Linked DNA regions of Mus musculus: region 2 is linked to region 1. A link is a contact called in public HiCAR-type data. All regions are on one chromosome and are shown on one strand. The core of a region is the stretch at or near the end of the contact, and the rest is flanking DNA. Distances in the headings are between cores, read along the strand shown. Region 1 overlaps Myo16 (myosin XVI). Region 2 has its middle 23 kb from the start of Gm32485.

Region 1 (6,241 bases), core at 2,723-5,222:
AGGCTCCAGTCCCTTGTCACCACAGTACTCAAAAGCACAGAAGGGAGATAATGACCAGCTGGCATCCCCTGGCTTTCCTGTGTTTAATGGGCCCAGCCGAATCTCACCACCTGCCACACCACCGCCACCCCCAGGGCCACCTCCTGCACCCTGTGGGCCACCTCCTGCACCCTGTGGGCCACCTCCTGCACCCTGTGGACCACCTCCTGCACCCTGTGGACCACCTCCTGCACCCTGTGGACCACCTCCTGCACCCTGTGGAGCGGCCTCTGCATCCTGTGGGGTGGCCCCTGCACCCTGCAGGCCACCCACCCACTTCGCCTTCCCACCAGAGTCTGTCCTGGTCACTGCAGCTAAAGCGCTGACTAACTCAGACCTGCCCAGAACACAGCCAAAGCCCAGTTCGGCCCCAGTACCGGGTCCCTGCAGCTCCTTTGTCAAGGCTCCATATTCACCGGGAAAGACAGCCAGAGCAGACCTCAGGAAGACCTCATCCACCTTCTCTCCACCAAGCCCTTACAGCCCACCCAACAGCAGACCGCTGTCCAGTCCTCTGGACGAGCTGGCCAGCCTCTTCAACTCGGGAAGGAGTGTGCTACGCAGGTCTGCAGTGGGACGAAGGATCAGGGAGGCTGAAGGTAAGCAGAAACCCAGTGGATTCCTAGTACACGTGCATAGCATAAGCCACATCTCCTGTGCATGGCCATTCAGAGTAAGTGTTGATCGAAAACCTGGTCTCAGGTGACCAGCAGTAATAAGCTTGGAACACTTTCTGTGACTTCTGAATGCCACGCACTGGCATGACTTAACAAATTAGTGTTTGAGCATGTAAACCAGGGCAAATTTGAACAGCACCTTCTCAGTTTTGTTGGTACTGTTGTTTTCCTATGACACTTCCTAACAGCTTGAACATGGTATCCTTCGCTGGTCTGATGTTGCTGATTTGTGTTTGATTTGTTTATTCACCATTCATCTCCAGTGTCCTTCTGTCCCATGTGAGTGAGTATCATGCTGGCACATAGTATCTGACATTGTCATTGGTCCAGTTGCTCCTTTGTCCCTAATACTGCTCACCTGAGTGTGGCCCTGGATGGTTGTTTTCTTCTCTCACCAAGCAACCCAAGGAAGAGCGAGGGCTAGTTCTGTTTTTGTTTTCTCACTCACAGCTCAGTTGAAGGGACTGTCTGCAGTCTCTGACCATTCTGATGAGCTGAGGGTTAGGCTGCTGCAACTAGAGGCAGCTGCCAGCAGTAAGAAACACCCTGTGTTCTGCAAACAAGGAATGCAGCCAGCAGCACCAGTCTCTGAGGATGCTCTGACAGTCTCTGATGTGGAGACCACCACATCTCCTTCATCCCTCCATGCTCAGTGTGCTGCGCTTGCATATCCAAAAGCCATAGAGGAATGAATATATATATTATTCTTTTGCAAAATATCTTCTCAATACTCTTATCTTTTGGAGAAGAAATGAGGCATCTCACTATTCCAAGAAGAAGTGTATCAGCTAGAGCCCCACATCCCACTGAAGATGGAGACACCTGGTGCCTGAGCCTCTGTAGACAGGAGGCATCTTCCTCAGAGGCAGTCACAGGAACTGACTATAGAAGTGGGACCCAGAGCACAGTGTTTTGTGCATTCATCAATTTGCTCATTCTTCAAGGAGTAATACATAAATATTCTAGCTCCCCTGGTTTGATGCAAGAAGGATCGTACATAATAAAATTAGAAAAAAAATGAAAAGAAATTAAAAAAAAAAAAGTAGGCCAAAGCTTAGGACCTCTGACAAGGAGATAAATAACCAGCCATGCCTCGGTGCCTAATGGTTTGTTTAACTAACAATCTCTCCTTAATTATAGGCTATTAGTAAATGAAAGTATACTGGTAAGGAACAACAAAACGTTGTAATTCTACAAGTCATGTTTTATCCCAACAACCAAAATGGACCCTAAAAAGAAAGCATTAAATAAGGTCAAAAATATTATTTGAAGCTAGAACTAAAAGTTCTAGCTAAAAGCTAGAACTAAAAGTCCCACCAAATATGCCTTTCTATAGGTCAGAACTGGGTAGATTCCTCTCTGTCAAAAAGCAGTGAAGTCCATATAAGTCTAGGGAGAGCTTATCACTTAGAAACCTCAAGGAGGTTTCTAGCCTGGGGATATGGCTCAACAGTTAAGGGTGCTTGTTGCTCTTCCAGGGGATATAGGTTCTGTTCCAGCACCCACATCAGGAAGCTCACAGCCAACTGTAACTCCAGCACCAAGGCATCTAGAGCCCTCCCGTAGCCTCTACAGCACAGATGCACACAGACACAAAGCTAAATAACAAAATAGATCTCTGCAAAACAAAGGGAAACCTCAAGGCAGCAGAACAGATGAGGGGCATGGCAGGCCTCCAAGCATGGCCTGTGAACCTGCTCCCTCCCCCAGGTCATATCAACCAGCCAGCATTGCAACTGAAAAGTTGTAGCATATCTATAGCCCCACTTCGAGTTTTCACAAAATACATTCTAATCTGAAAAAGAAAGAAAGGAAGGAAGGAAGGAAGGAAGGAAGGAAGGAAGGAGAGAAAAGAAAAAAAGAAAAGAAAAGAAAAGAAAAGAAAAGAAAAGAAAAGAAAAGAAAAGAAAAGGAAAGAAAAGCTGCTTTGAAGCATTTATGATCACTTCTGTAATATCAGGAATCTTAATGACATGAGCCTCGGCTGTTCCCACCCAGATGCAGGAGTTCCCAACATACACTTAATGGAATTTTCCCAAGCCTGTGAGGGAAATGGGTTTATACGCTTGTGTGACATGCTCCCCTGAGATAGAGCAGGGCGATCTCTGAGACTGTGAAAGGGTTATGGTAAGATAGGGAAGGGAGAGATTTAATGCCCCTGCCGTGTGCTGGAGCAGCTTACATGATTATTAAGGCTTACAGGGTTTCATCCTCAGGAGAGAAAATCCACTTTCTACTGAGGGATCCCCGGGGTTACCATTCATAGTGAATCACAGCTCAGGCTCCCAATCGTCTTCTCTTGAATCTTTATTTTGAAAGACATTTTTATATCTAAAGTCATCTAGTGTGTGGCTAAGTCTCCCTTCTGGCAGGCATCAGTGGTAGCTCCCATTAATACCTGGATGGCTGTGAAGCTTGGAGATTGGCGCGCACGTTTTGCAGAGTGGGCTCACAGGGTTTCTTTTGCTTTTTAGCATGGTGACTTGGAGAGCACTAAACTGTCAGTGAATTTCCCGTTGCAGGTATTTTGAACACAAATGTGTTATGCAATAGTAAGGGAGAAATTGTGTACAGAAGTAAGGTCGGTTCTCTGGTATATAATTCTATCCCAGGACTATTCTGGAGACCTCCTTGTAGGATTTCATGAATAACAGTGTACATTAAAATAGTTCACTTTCTGTTTATCTTTGAGACAGAGTCTCAATTTGTAGCCTAAGCTGACCTCCAACTTATGGCAACCCTCCTGCCTTAGCTTCCAGAGTGGTGGGATTTAACAGGCACAAGTCAACATTCCAGGCTTTAGATTTTTCTTGTGAGCTAAATAATCATGGACATTCTAATAATACAGAACACAGAGTTGGGGGTGGGGAGAGGCACATAGACCTGACTGAAAAGATTAGCCATGTTGGACTAACAGCAGTGGGGGGCTTCAGGCACCATTTTTAACAGCCTGCTGCTCCCACACTCTATTCTGAGTTAACTACTACGAATATGCCCATAATACAGGTGGGGAAACAGAGGCTCAGAGAAAAGATAAGCTTGCCTAGTGTTCCTCTACAAAGCCTGACAGAGCAGTGGGTCTGTCCAGTACAGCTCTTTCCACAATTCTTTCCTTGATGCTGCCTGAGAAAAGACCAGGGGTAGAGGGGTTAAATACATATTTTATTGCTTCCGTGTGACAGTAACAGTCACAGAGCTTGGGTGAGAAAACTCAAGACTGTTGAATATGTACTTTTCGGGTTACAGGTAAACAGTCCTATAAATTCCAGAGACAGAATTAGACCAGTTAAGCCATTGAGGTGAAATATGACCAGATAGTTATTTGCCTTTGCCCTGTAAGAGCTAAAGTTTCAGCTAACTGCCACAGGGTTTTCTTCTGATGATCTGAGAATCACCATGCTAATTATTTCTCGTTGCTTCCTTTGAAAATGTGAGGCCCTTTTCAAATGGCAAAGGAGGCTTGGCCAGGACACCAGGAGGCGCTATTGCTCTGAGTGGTAGTTCCCGGCATGTTTGTCTTTATGGACTCTTAACTGAAAGTCACTGAACAGGATCCCAGGAAGATGGGGTATCCACGGAATACAGCGTGTGGTAGAAGTCTGAGGAGAAAAGTAGAAGGGAGCCAGACAGAGCTAAGATGAGTTTGATTCACAAGTTATTCCCTTAAAACACAACGAAAGCACAACACTCATTTCATTATTCCCTGACCCCGTGAATCCAGAGCGTTCCAGATGTAAACAAGTACTTGGAAATGATTACAGCAGAAGACTACTATAACATGTCTTCCATACAGTAGCTGGGTTGACTACTGTATGGAAGCTCTACCTTCTGTAGAGGCCAAGAGGCACATAGAGGCTTAAATATAGACGGAGGCATAGATATACAGATATTTCCTAGATCCAGAGCCTGGTAGCACTTTCATTTAAGGCTTGCTTAATCCAAGTAGAAATCATCATAAGTTTCTGATATTCTACTCGATTATATAAACATTTCAGATAAAGAATATTTTGAGTTTGGAAGTCTGTATTTTATAAATTAAATCTTACAGAACCGTGTTTTTATTTTCGAATACTGTTTGTTTTAGAAGGGCTTTAAAGTTGGCCTGTGGAAGGTTTTGAGTGTACTGGAGGGAATAGGTTACACAAGTAAGTACCTTGTGGTCTGGGATGCTTTGTCTTTCTTTTCTCACACCACTCCCCATCACTGGGTGAACTGGAAGTGCACGCTGGGGCTCAACCTTTGTTAATATTTATAAATACCTCATGTTTACGTTCTTCAACAGGAAAGGTATATTCTTAAGTGTCTTTACCTCAGACAGTCACTGCACCCAGTCTAGGCCCATAGGGTGCCCACTACCCACAACAAGGCTGATTCTGGAAGCTAGGGTTCACTATTCATTGTATAACCACAGCAGTTTGCATGCCACAAAACAAAACAAAACTAAACTAAACTAAAAACAAAAAACAAACTCCCAACAAGATTCCCCATTCCATCTTGTCTTACGCAGGAAAATAAAGGCAGCGGCGGTATCTTGATTCAACATTTTACAAAGCGTTGATGCTTCTGTGACAGGTACAATGCTGTACCCTAGACACTGCTTAGCAATGAGAAGCAAGATGGCGCCCGCTTCCTGGCTGACCAGCAGGATTGGTGTCTGCTTACTCATGCTCCTTGTCTGCAAGTGCCTACTCTCCACTGGTGGTGTGAAATTTGAAGCGGAAATTCCAATGTTATTGTTGTTTAATCCGATACATTCAAATGAGTTGGCACCACACGGAATTAGTCTGCCTCATGCAAATCTTGACCTCAAATAATAGGAGGCATCTCCCCGGCCTCTTGCCCATGGATAGATCTTGTGCTGTCTTGTCCGTGGCTGCTCTGGTTTCCTTCCACCCAGATGCCGCTCTCTGTGGTGATGTACTTGGGTGTCTGCATGCTCCTTGGTGCCTGTGAAAGGTAGCTCCAAGGCTCATGAATATTTCTAAGGCTGTAGACAGCACACAGTTCACTGCTGTATGAATCTTCTCTATGACCTGCACCCATCCACAGCCTCCCTTCACACAGAAGTTTCCCTCTTAGGCACAGAAAGCATTGTTCCCTTGCATTCTGGAACCATCTTGCATTAACACTACACTTTCCTCAGTGTCCAAATGAGGAAGTCTTTTGGAGAGATGAGATAGGTATCCTCAAAGAAAGCTGGTCGCCACTTACAACTAAGTTCCAAGAGGAACTGGGCAACAGTTCTTCTCTCAACAGACCTGTGGCTGTCCCCATACCCACAGGTATAGTATGTCTCTAACAAGAAGGAGTCCTTTCACTAACTTCATGACTTCCCTGCATCAAACGAAGGTATCTGTACTTGGGAGAGGTGGCTGCGACTTTGAGTGTTTCTAATTCTCCGATGTTTGGAAACCTCATACTTTAGTCAGTTACACTAAGAAATGTTCTTTGGCGTTTTATAAATTGATCAGTAGCCAAATTGACCCATTCAAAGGACAGAGCTCTTTGTCCCCTATAGTATTTGG
Region 2 (6,241 bases), core at 2,021-4,520, 220 kb after region 1:
TATCCATCTCTGTGACAGACTGTGCATTTGTATCCTTCAGTGTTGTGTCTTATAAAAAAAAGAAAAAGAAGCCAGGGATATGTTTGGTGGAGACACAGTTTGGTGTGGGGGAAGAAGGTGCCTCGGCAGGCCCATGCTGAGGCATCCCTTCCCGCTGTGGTACCAGCCACAACGCCATGGGTATATAGTATGGAATAGAGTTTATTTGGGGCATGGGGAGGGGAGTTGAGGGGTTAGTAGAGACAGAGAAAGGGAGAGAGAGAGAGAGAGGGAGAGGGAAAGGGAGAGGGAGAGGGAGAGGGAGAGGGAGAGGGAGAGGGAGAGGGAGAGGGAGAGGGAGAGGGAGAGGGAGAGGGAGAGGGAGAGGGAGAGGGAGAGAAGAGAAGAGAAGAGAAGAGAAGAGAAGAGAAGAGAAGAGAAGAGAAGTAGAGGCCGGCCATGAACACATGGAGAGAGATGGAAAAGGGGAATGGGGAGAGAAGGTACAGACAGGGAAGAGAAGGAAGGAGTAAGAAGAACAAGATCAAGAGAACAACGAGGGGTCAAGCAGCCCCTTTCATAATGAGTCAGGCACACCTGGATGTTGCCAGGTAACTGGGGGGGGGGGGGGGGAGTGGAGAGTAGAATAAAGGTCAACATCCAGAACCTGTGTTTGGACTTTGAGTGTTTTGGGGGGGGGGGAGTGAAGGGAGGGTAGCGCTGTGCATGTCAGGGTGAGCAGGGAGGGATCCCTCAGCAAACGGGATAGGAAAGCTTCAGCTGGCTCTTCTCCCTACCATGGAAGGAAACAGTGAGAAGACTGTACACAAACCACAAAATGATTCTCAGTGGACCCCACATCTGCTGGTGGCTCCCCAGCAGGCAGAACGAAGAGCGACATGTGCCTGCTAGCCTGTCAGGATTCTTCCTAACAGCAGGCCGAACTCATGAAGACAGCTCCTTTTGTAATATCACTTTCTATTTAGCATACCCTTTCCAAGCTTGTAAGAAACACTTTTTAAAAAATCTTTCTTTTAAAATGAACTTTTGCTTTCTAGTTCTCAGCTCATTTTTCTTTTGATACATGATGGCTTTTAATAAGTCTTTCCCTGTCCCCTTTCACTACATGAAAGCTTCTTTAAGTAGCCAGTTGGGGATGAGCCATAGTCCAGCTCATTCTAACTCAGTTATTGAACAGCCCAAGTTCCAAGATGCTACTCCTAGGGCACAATGTATCAGACAAGGGATGGGAACATAATACGTGTACCAAGGGGACACTCTTTGTCTATCAGTGGGTCACCAGTGTGAATGACCTCCTAGATCTGATCCTATTCTTTGCATGACACTCCATGAAGCTCTTTAAAAGAACATGCTCTTCAGGAGGACATGCAAATGATGCATGGGTTTGAGATGGATTTTCTGTGCATTCAACATGATTATCTAAGTGGTCTACAGCAATGAATTTTAAACACATTCTGTCTGCAGACATCAATAGATAAGTTTCAGTCTGGTGAGAACGGGGGGAGGCACAGTGAGAGGGAACATTATGGCCACCACACATGCCTCTCTTTCTGTCTGGACTCAGGGTGGAAGTCAACATGACAGTCACAGGGTTGCACAGGTAGCTCCGAGGGTAAAAGCACTCATTGAATAAGCTGGAGAAGCTGAGTTTGAATGCCCAGCACCAGCATAAAGGTAGGCATAGATTCATGTGTTACACCTCCAGCAATGGGAGGTAGAGATAAGAGGATCCTGGAAGTTCTCTGACTGCCCAGTTTCTGGTTCAGTGAGAGACTGTTTCAAGACACAAACGCAGAGAGAATGGAGGAAGACATCCAATGCTTTCCTCTGGCTCCACATGTATACATGCATACCTGCACACTCATGTGCATGTACCACACACACTCATATGCATGCACACTCACATGAATGTGTCACACACTCATATGCATGCACCATGCACACTCACATGCATGTACCACACACAATCACATGTATGCAACATGCACATATGCATGTACTATATACACTCACACACATGCACCACATGCACTCACATGCATGTACCATGTATACCTGCGTATAGCACATATACTCACATGCATGTACCACATACACTTACATGCATACACCATACACACTAACATGCATACACCACTCATATGTATGCACCATGCATACTCACATGTATGCATCACACACTCACATGCATGTACCATGCACACTCGCATGCATGTACCATGTATACATGTGTGTACCACACATACTCACATGCATGTACCACACACTCATATGCATGTACCAAATACACTTACATGCATATACCATACACACTAACATGCATATACCATACACACTAACATGCATATACCACACACATGCATGCACAATGCATACTCACATGCATGTACCATGCACATTCAAATACTCACTCATCCCAAAACAGAGGAAGAAACAAAAGAAGGAAAATGTGGCTGCCACAGACTGGCATCTTAAATCACAAATTTTCTTTTATTTTTTTCTTGTAAGTGTTTGTGCCTTCCTGAACTCTATACATCCAGCCTGTAAAGATGGATGCATCTAAAGAATATTGATGGTTTCCAGGGTGCACTCTGGGCAAGTGCTCCCTCTGTCCAGGCCATTGGACAGCAACCCTCACTCTACAGTGAGCAGACTGAAGCTGTTGCTCAGAGTTATTCTTTAAAGCCAGATGAGGATGGGGTAAGTGTGTGTGTGTGTGTGTGTGTGTGTGTGTGTGCGCGCGCGTGCGCGCGCTTCAGTCAGTAAAGTACATGCTATATAAGAATGAGGCCCTGAGCTCAGATTCCCAGTATCCATGTAAAAATGCTGCATACAATGAGCATACAGTCCATGCTTTGGGGAGGTAGAAACAGGAAGATCCCAAGATCAGCAAGTCAGCCTCATTAGTAAGGGAACTTAATTCAAAGATGAAGATGGAGAATAGTTGAGGAAGAAACCTGATATCAACCTCTGGCCTCCATACACGCACATATGCACACCTAAATGCACAAACATACACACACACATGTGCACGTACACACACATGCACACCTAAGTGCACACACACACACACACACACATACACACACCAGATGGGGAGTCAGGACCTAGACAGCAAAAAAAAATCTAACTGCACTCTTGCCCTGTGCATCACACACTCAAGTCTTTGCAGCAGGACTTCATCCTTTCAGACAAAATGGAACCTTCCTGAGCAGATCTCCCCGCTAATGGCGCTGACAGGCAGAGGCTGTCAGGCCACATTCCTACAGCTGTGGTGCATCGCTCCTTTCCAGAAACCTCACAATGCGCCTCATTTGTATTCTTCCTCTTTCTCAGGGAATGAAGTGGATTTCAATTTCTTTTCATTTATTTGAACTAAAGATTAGGTCTCTCGTTTGTTTTATTGCTTTCATTCTGAAGAGAAAGAGCGATGAATGCATCCATGAAATATTTCAGGGAAGAATAGAGCCGGGAATTCTCCATTAGCCCCATGCGGCCATTGTGTTTCCCCCTCTCAGCCGCAGGATTAAAGTTTGCTTCTATGGACATGAATGCTGCCATTTCCTTCTGAGAAATCACCCTTCTGTGTGTTTTTGTTCTGCTTTTTCAGTTCGGCTGACCTTGGATGCTGGGTGACTACACTTAGTAGAGTTACAAAATGCAAAATAAAAATAAAAAGACCATTCTGAAAGGGAAGTCTGGTTTTGGTGGCTGTTTTTTTTTTTTTTTTTTGAATATTCAAAACTATTCTGAGTCCTGTATGCATTGCAGACACATCCAACTCAGACCACTCTGAGTCTTACTGCTAAAAAAAAAAAAAAAAAATGTCCTTTGGGGAGCAGAGAGATGGCTCAGAGGATAAAGCCACTTGCCACCAAGCCTAATGACCTGAGTTTGCTCCCCAGAATTCACATGGTAGAAAGCACAAACTGACTCCTGCAGATTGTCTTCTGTCTGCCACCTGTGTGCCTTGGGGTGCAACAGCCCTTGGAATAAAATAAATAAATCTAATAAGATGTTTGAACAGCTCTTGAAATTCTATTTTCCTGTGTATTTATGTGTATATACTTACATACATATATACACACATACATGTGCACGTTCATGTTGGTGCACATGCATACAGGTGCAAATGCATATGTGTACAAATGGACATAGATGGTAGAGGTTGGCCATGAACAAATTTGGTGGAAATTCCTGACTCTTCCTGTGGGAACAGGCTGCTCAGAATGGCATGAATGTCTATTTGATGTTCTATTTTCATAGCCTTATGTGTCCCAGTATCTGTATTATTTTCATTCCTCTCAGCCCTTTTTGGAAGAATTTTAACAATGCACACAACTGAAAAAGAGTCAAAGATATCTTGAAACCAAAGATGTTTCCAGAAAATGTTCCCATGTTTAAAGTACAGTTCAAAATGGCTTGCTGTGGTCAGTGCTCAGTATCCCTTGAAGGAAGAAAGAAGACATTTTAACATGAGTTTCAAGTCACAATCTAAACTGAGACAAGTACCTTTTGGTAATTTTGGATCTACAACTTCTATCATGTCTAACATCTAAATGTCTCACTAAAATGGAATACCACCATCACCACTGTGTCTTCAGAGGCTCACATAGTATCATACTGAATGCAACAGTCACCACTGAGACTAGCTTGTTTCCCACATGTTGCCTCCAAACCACACAGCTAAGGTTACTATCAATTCCCTGAATGGCAAGACCAGGGAAGGAGCAGACCAGTAGTCCCAGAGGATGCCTCATTGGGGAAGTCAGCCACTCTCTTATAGTCCAAGAGATGAGGCAGTGCTCCATGATAAAAACCCAACAGACACTAAAAGATAAGTTCATGCTCAATAGAGTCAGGACAGTGCAAATGGTGTGTGTGTGTGTGTGTGTGTGTGTGTGTGTGTGTGTGTTAGAGAGTTGTCTCTAACATAAAAAGGACAACCAGAAACAGAACAGTCCTTGATGATATCCTGCTGTGACCAGTGCCCATATTTAAGGACACAGGTTCCAGAAGACCAATAGACAGAGAACTGTGCGATTTAGAACTGGAGACCTTTTAGAACCTCCTTGTGGTTCTTGAACCTCTAGATGTTAGAGACATATGATTTATTTCAAGCTCAAAAATACCCTTCAATGTGTCTAGAGATAGGATTTGACTCAGGCTAGGAAAGAACTGAGGGACACAAGTTAGCAGGGTATGATGCCCTATATGCCATAGAGCACAGTGCTCAGCAGCCTTCTAAGCAACAAGAAGAAAGTTGGGTTTTGATGGCTTTTTTTTAATATTCAAAAATATTTTGAGTCATGTATGCATTGCCTTCTTAGCCAAGACGTGGCATCCTGTGCTGGTTAAGATTCTAACTCATTTTACAGATGAACCCCTGAGCCATAGACAAAAGCCAGATGTGAGGTTTGTAAACTTAAGGAAGAAACACTGAAACAGTGGGGAGATTCCTGGAAGTGTGAGCAGGCTTTCTAAGCTGTCCACCATTGCTTACTTCATATGTCTAAATAAAACCCAAGGCTTGGAAAGGAACAGGCCCAAGGGACATCAGGAGATCCAGGACTATGATTTCTGCACCAGGTGAGATCTCTTTACCTGCTCCTTGATGCTTTTTTCCCCCTGTGGAAAGTCCTACTGTGGCTGAGTGGGTTTGCTTTTAAAATTAATTCATTAGTTCATTAAAACATCATTTTGGTGATAATGGATTGAGATGTTCTTAATAGACATCATTTCTGGTGTGTGGTGTTGCAGTAAAGTAGGAGCAGTGAGCATCTCTGAGCCTGATGAATTTGGCTGAGAATCAACGGGGGGGGGGGGGGGGGGAGAAGAAGGAAGGAAGGAAGAGAGACAGGAAGGAAGGAAGGAAGGGAGAGAGGGAGGGAGGGAGGAAGGAAGGAAGGAAGGAAGGAAGGAAGGAAGGAAGGAAGGAAGGGAGAGAGGGAGGGAGGAAGGAAGGAAGGAAGGAAGGAAAGAAAGGAAATAAAGAAAGAAAGAAAGAAAGAAAGAAAGAAAGGAAGGAAGGAAGGAAGGAAGGAAGGAAATAAGAAAGAAAGAAAGAAAGAAAGAAAGAAAGAAAGAAAGAAAGAAAGAAAGAAAGAAGGAAGGAAAGAAGGGAAGAAGGAAAGAAGGGAGGGAGGAAGGAAGGAAAAAGAAGGAAGGAAGGAAGAGAGAAAGGAAGGAAGGAAGGAAGGCAGGCAGGCAGGCAGGTGTAAAACAGGAAGACAGAAAGACA

The links. HiCAR-type assays count read pairs that join an accessible place to other places.
Region 2: a HiCAR-type map of astrocytes shows a contact between it and region 1, with 2.0 times the contacts expected there. The contact joins two enhancer-like sites. A contact is called at or near these places in 2 of 15 datasets of contacts at CTCF or cohesin (pro-B cells and stem cell-derived epiblast-like cells), 15 of 484 Hi-C or Micro-C datasets (the AML12 cell line, the G1E-ER4 cell line, bone marrow-derived macrophages and 8 more), 3 of 115 datasets of contacts at active chromatin or transcription factors (astrocytes, bone marrow-derived macrophages and large pre-B cells) and 1 of 9 other capture datasets (macrophages).

What each region holds. Positions count from the first base shown.
Region 1 is chr8:10,570,094-10,576,334 of GRCm38.p6, forward strand. It overlaps Myo16 (myosin XVI), which reads left to right. Exons shown (of 35, transcript NM_001319151.1): 32 at 1-638. Among named protein-coding and RNA genes, the nearest start is that of Gm32330, 100 kb to the right of the region's middle. Within about 2 kb of position 3,973, at least 14 of the 459 cell types and tissues checked have an H3K27ac peak or open chromatin away from gene starts, as enhancers often do. A contact at or near this core is called in astrocytes, where this site is marked.
Region 2 is chr8:10,791,186-10,797,426 of GRCm38.p6, forward strand. No RefSeq gene overlaps it. Among named protein-coding and RNA genes, the nearest start is that of Gm32485, 23 kb to the right of the region's middle. Within about 2 kb of position 3,271, at least 41 of the 459 cell types and tissues checked have an H3K27ac peak or open chromatin away from gene starts, as enhancers often do. A contact at or near this core is called in astrocytes, where this site is marked.